Linked DNA regions of Sus scrofa: region 1 is linked to region 2. A link is a contact called in public HiChIP or PLAC-seq data. All regions are on one chromosome and are shown on one strand. Each heading gives the region's core, a stretch centred on a gene start, on an enhancer-like site or on the middle of the called end of the contact. The rest is flanking DNA. Distances are from core to core; before and after follow the strand shown. Region 1 holds the start of SLC12A5 (solute carrier family 12 member 5). Region 2 holds the start of ZNF335 (zinc finger protein 335).

What was found. HiChIP or PLAC-seq counts read pairs in DNA pulled down with a chosen protein or histone mark.
Region 1: a contact with region 2 is called in an H3K27ac HiChIP or PLAC-seq map of alveolar macrophages. The contact joins the promoter of SLC12A5 here to the promoter of ZNF335 in region 2. A contact is called at or near these places in 1 of 5 promoter capture datasets (liver), 6 of 47 Hi-C or Micro-C datasets (blood, embryonic fibroblasts, epiblast stem cells and 2 more) and 1 of 2 datasets of contacts at active chromatin or transcription factors (alveolar macrophages).

Annotation. Positions count from the first base shown.
Region 1 is chr17:48,190,607-48,193,483 of Sscrofa11.1, forward strand. It overlaps SLC12A5 (solute carrier family 12 member 5), which reads left to right and starts at 1,466. Exons shown (of 26, transcript XM_021078314.1): 1 at 1,466-1,673. The coding sequence starts at 1,553.
Region 2 is chr17:48,151,984-48,154,825 of Sscrofa11.1, forward strand. ZNF335 (zinc finger protein 335) reads right to left here and starts at 1,268. Exons shown (of 27, transcript XM_021077367.1): 1 at 1,127-1,268; 2 at 197-447. The coding sequence starts at 397.

The DNA.
Region 1 (2,877 bases), core at 216-2,715, 39 kb after region 2:
GTTCAACTTTAGCAGATGTGACCAAACAATTTTCCAAAGCGGTTCTGCCCATCTATATTCCCACCAGCAATGCATGAGATTTTCCAGGATCCTCCTTGAGGCCTCTTTCCATTACATGCAACGTCCAATCCAGCAGCAGGCCCTGTAGGTTCTACTTCCAAAATGTATCTGGAATCAGATGACTGCCACCATCCTAGCCCAGCTAACAGTACCTCTTACCTGGGGGTCTGCAGAAACCTCCTCATCAGACTCTCAGCCTCTACGCCTGCCCTTAGTTGAGTTTTCACCCAGCAGCCAGAGTGACCCCGTTAACATATAAGTCAGATTACTTCATTTTCCCGACTCAAAAACTTCTCACGGGTTCCCTGGTAGATTAGGAAAGAATCCAGATGCCTCCCTGAAGCCTTAGGATCTGCCTTCTTCTCCTCCCTCATCTCCTCACCACCACGCTTTTCGCTCACTGTTCCAGACACACTGGCCTTCTTGCTGCTCCCTAAACCATCCAGGCCTCTTTTCACCCCGGGGCCTTTGCACTTGCTATTTTCTCTTCAAGAGAGCTCTTCCCCCACATCTCTGCTTAATTGGCTCCTTCTCATTAGTGAAGTCTCAGGTTAAATATTCCATCTTCTGAGAGGTCTTCTCAGACCATGCCCTAAAGCAGTTCTTCCCTCTACTCATTATCCCTGGGCCTCCTCTTCTTCCTCTTCTTCCTCCTCTTCCTCCCCTCCTTCCCCTCCTCCTTCCTCTTCTTCTTCTTCTTCTTCTTCTTGTCTTTTTGCCATTTCTTGGGCTGCTCTCGCAGCATATGGAGGTTCCCAAGCTAGGGGTCTAATTGGAGCTGTAGCCGCAGGCCTACGCCAGAGCCACAGCAACGTGGGATTTGAGCCGCGTTTGCAACCTACACCACAGCTCATGGCAACGCCGGATCGTTAACCCACTGAGCAAGGGCAGGGACTGAACCTGCAACCTCATGGTTCCTAGTCGGATTCGTTAACCACTGCGCCACGATGGGAACTCCTCACCTTTTCTTCTTAACATATACAACAATCTCAAATTATCTTGTTTATGCGTTTGCTCACTTATCATCTCTCTCCTCTCACACATTAGGACTTAAGCCACACGAGGGAAGGAAGCCAGTGGGTCTCATCCAGTGCTGTATCCCCAGAGCCTAGCACCAATGCCTGAAACACAGGTGAGCTGTCAAGATGTGCTGAATGAATGAGTGTGAATGAAACCCAGATGTTTAGGAGACCCCAGCAGAGGAGCGCCGGTTCCAGGAGCCACATGCTGGGGTCCCTGGTACAGGGAAAGCTCTCAGCAGCGAGGGGGATCCTCAAGCGGTTCCAGTGGAATTGAGAGTCCAGGGCCTCAGAGCTAAGTGATGAGATACAGAGCCTCAGCACAGCGGGCACTAGGACCCTGCGCGGCGCCGCGGCCGGCGGGGGGCGGCCGGCGTGGAGGGGGAATCCGCTCTTTCAGCCTTCAGGAGCCGGGCTGCGGCCACTTGTGCAATCTGGGCCCGTTCCGCGGCCGCCCGGCCCCTTTCCGCACCATGAGCCGCAGGTTCACTGTCACTTCACTGCCACCCGCGGGCCCTGCCGGGACCTCTGACCCGGAGTCCCAACGGCATCCAGCAGCCGGTCTCCGCCACCTCTCTGGGGAAGACGCCAAAGGTAGAGGCCGCAGGGGGGCGGGGCCTACCGATATGGGGGCGGGGCTATGGAGGGGAGTGGGGGGGCCCCCCTTGGTGGGCAGGTCTTGTAGGGAGGGGCGGGGCCATGGCGGGGTGGGGTAGGGTCCCAGCCGAGGGCCGGAGAAAGGAGAGCGAGTTGGGACCTAGGAAAGTGGGGTAAGGCTGGTGGAGGGGAAATGATGAAGGGAGGGGCCAGAATAGCGGTGGGCGGGGACACAGAGAAGAGGGTGGGGCTAGAGTTGAAGGGGAGGATCTTGTGATGTAGGGGCTAAGACCTAGGGGGCTGGGCCGGAGGGCAGTAAAGGGGCGGGGTCACATCGGATAGGAGGCGGGACCAGAGAGGGAGAAGGTGGAACCAGGAAAAGGGAGGGCCGTGTGGGTGGGTCCAGAGCCAATGGGACGAGGCAGGACCAGCTTGGGTTTGGGGGTAGAAAAGGGCGGGACCACAGAAGGGGTTGGGCCAGCAGTATAGGGGTAGAGTGGCGGGCAGCAGGAAAAATGAGTTCCGCTGGGTCGCCGGGTCATTGGTGCCTGGCGGATCCTTCAGTCCTCAGCCACCCGGGAGGCGTCGCTGCCAGCGCCTGGGGAATCCCGGGAAGGAGACGGGAGAAAAGAGAAGTTTGGACCCCAGACAGCTAGATCCTGGGAGGCTCCTTTGGCGACTCCAGTCCCGACCTTTTGGGACTCAGCTCCCTCTACTCCTGCTCCACAAGCAGTGGGTGGTGCCAGCACTAGAGTAATGGATTAGGGGCGTCTTCCTGGAGGGCCCAGGGCAGTGGTCACGTCATGGAAGTTACATACAGGGTACAGAAGAGAGAGGAGGGAAAGGATCCTTCTAGCCTTCGGTGAAGAATTAGCATCCTGGATGCACACACAGTTTTCTCCGCAAGGGCCACCTGTCAGGGGTTCCCCTCCCTGACTCTGGGCCCCTCAGGTCTGGAAGGAACGTGGAGAATCGGCTCCAAATGGCCCCAGAGCAGGGAGGAGAAAGAGCCTCCCCAGGCCTCCAGGGGTCGCTGCTGAGCCGCAGGTGAGCTCACCCCGATTCCAGCAAAACTGAGCACCAAAAACCCTTTAGGGGTTTCAAACTTTGGCAAACCTCCTCTTTGGGCAGATGACTGAACTGAGGCCTAGATTTCTGGAAGGCTCCAGTCCCGTGAACCAGCCACCTCCTGGACGTGGTC
Region 2 (2,842 bases), core at 18-2,517:
CCTCAGTTTCTTTCTCTGTGAGATGTGGGAAAGACTGATATATGCCTTACAAGGTATGAGAGCCAAAAGAGAAAATTCAAGCCAGGGGCTTGGCACGGTGTCTGGCTCACAACAAACCATAAACAAATATTGGTTATAAGCAAGCCTTGCTGGCTTCCCCTTGGAAGCTGCTGCCTCCCCCCAACGCCGGCCATACCAGAGAGCTGCTACCGCGGTCCGAGCTCTGACCCACGCGGGAGTCGTCGGCCTCCGCCGGCCCCGGGGCGGCCGCCGCGTCGCTGCTGTCGGCCGACACGGCTTCCGAGGTGCCCACACCCAAGCCGCTCTCAGAGGGCTCTTCGGGCTGGCCAGGCCCAGGGGCCGCGTCGCTACTGCTCTCCACCTCGTTCTCTTCCATTGGTTCCGGGGGAGGCCTGACAGGAGGGCGCAGGATCTGGGGCCTTCACTCTGCGAGAAGCGGTGACGGGGGCTGGAACAGGTGGGCCTCCTCCTCGGCCCCGGCCATCGCGGCCCACCCAGCTGCACCCATGCGCCCATTTCGCAGATGCAGAGACCGAGTAGCCGGCGGGGCGGGGCTTTCTAGTGTACCGCGAGGGGAGCTTCGGGAAAACAGAACCAGGAAGCCTTGCTTCCCCGTCTCGGGCTCCTTCCCCATCCCCGGGAGGGTCGTCAATGGCGGGTAATCTTGACCCTTTTCTCCTCCCCTCCATGATTCCAGCAGAGTGGTTCACTCTACGGGGCCCGATCAGGCTCAGTGGTTCAGCCCTTTGGTCCCCCAAGTCCCCCCGGGGGAAGGGTCGGTGGTACAGCCCGCAGGCCCCCTGGGTCAGCAGCTTGCTCCCCCCCTCCCCTGGTTCGCGTGCGGAGGGGGCTGACAGCGACGGTCCCGGGGCCTGGAGACTCGGGGCTGTCCCCGGCGCTGCCTGCGCTCCAGGCCCGACGCCATCTTGTGGTGGCGCCGAGTTTCCGCTCAGGCAAGTCCGAGAGCAACTAAAGGGCCTGGGACCCCGGGGCCCTGTTCGGACAGCCCCGCCGGGCTCGGCACCTCGCTGCCGGGTATCCCCGCATTGTGGCCTCACTTCACGGAAGGGTGCAGTGGGGCGACCTGACTCTACCCGACGCTCACCTGACGCTTCCGTAACCGCGTTCCTCCCCGACTCCGGCATCGACGAGGTCGCCATCCTCTTTCCCCCGTTGCGGAGGGACCCATCGGTGTATTGCAGGCCGGAACTACTTCCTACGCCGGCCCGGAGAAAGACAGGCTTCCAGTGTGCTGGAAGGTGGTTCCGAGGCCTCAAAAGTATACTAGAGCCCTAAGAGAATGTAGAATTTTTTATAGCGCTTAGTACCGGTGGTGGAGTCAGCTATGGTTTGGGGACTACTTTCTCTCGCGGCGGATGAATACCTAGGAGTTGTGTGACGTCATCCCTGGGTCCCTTCCTTGGGCCGCAGGGCTGGGCGCGGCTAAGGCTGGCCCCACTTCCGGGGGCGTGACTCCCAGTGGCCTGTCCACGCCCTTCCCGGAACAGTCCGAATGGAGTGCGACTGGCTTGGCGGGAGGGAGGTATCTGTTATGCGTCCTTTCGCCTGGCTTTTAACCAATTACTTTGCATTCTCATCGTACCCAATCAAATCTTTCCCGATTAGGTTTGACGTGTCCTGGGAGGAGGGGAGCGTATAATCCTGGTTTTACAAATGGGGAAACTGAGGCCCCGAGATGGGAGGTGGCTGGTCCAAAGTCACATCAAGTATAGGGATTCTGAATGCAAACCCGAATGGCCAGAGTTGGAGAAATGGAGATGAGTGAGTGCCTGGCCCTTCTTGAGCTTTGGACACAGATTTGTTACATAATAGAGATGGAGGTCAAGCTACCTCCACAGCCCTTCTCTGCTCAATATATGTAGATGTATTTAGAAGTCTGCAGCTTTTCAGAAAGGTACGACTTTCCCCTTCTGATGCTTGAAATGCCACCTTTGGCAGTACCCTCTGTTTAAGCCTTTTTCGCATTTTGCTCAGGAGACTGGTTCTCCGGTTTGTCCCAGAGTCTTGTTGCATAAGTTGTTTTCATCAATTGAAAAATACAAATGGGGAAGGGGGCGGTGGGAGAAATCTAAACCCCTGCAAAGAAAACCTGCTTAAAAAGACAGGGTGTTTCAGCTATTATGGTTTGTTGTACTGAGTATGAGGGGGTTTCCCTGGTCTTTTCCTAGGAGCAGGTTTTGGTAGGAGGAAGACAGCATGAGGCCTCTGGATTGGCTCTGCCCACTCGCAACCACTACCCCCCATTCAGCAGTTCCAGGCTCCCAGAGCAGCCCTAGAGAGCTGGATAAACAAGGGCATGATAGCAGGTTGGTTTGCTCCCCACTAGGCAGTTTTTCCAATCTGATTCCTCAGTCCTACAGAGCCACCTCCAATCCCCATTCCACGCCACTGGGATGTATCCTGCCAAGCGACCTCCCTCAAGGACATCCGGGTACTGAGGAGTACCTCCACAGCACCTATTCCATTCCCAACCCAACGAAGGCACAGTCCTAACCTTGGCCTTTGCCACCAAATCATAAGGTTGCAGAATGTCATGATATAGAAAATAACCGCCTCATCAAGGAGCTCAAGACCAGAGAGTGAAAGCTCATGGCCTAAGGTCTTAATGCCTTGAAACAAATATCGCAGTTCTTCCATTACAAAGGCAAGCAAGCCAACCTGGTTTGTTGACTGCTGTTCCAGGGTTCTTCCCACCAGAATATGTAGTTTGTAGTTCTGGCCTCAGCTTTGATGGGGAGACTTCTAGAAGCAGTGAAGGAGCTCCGGGTCAGAAGGACGTTCAAGTGGACCGTTGAGAAAA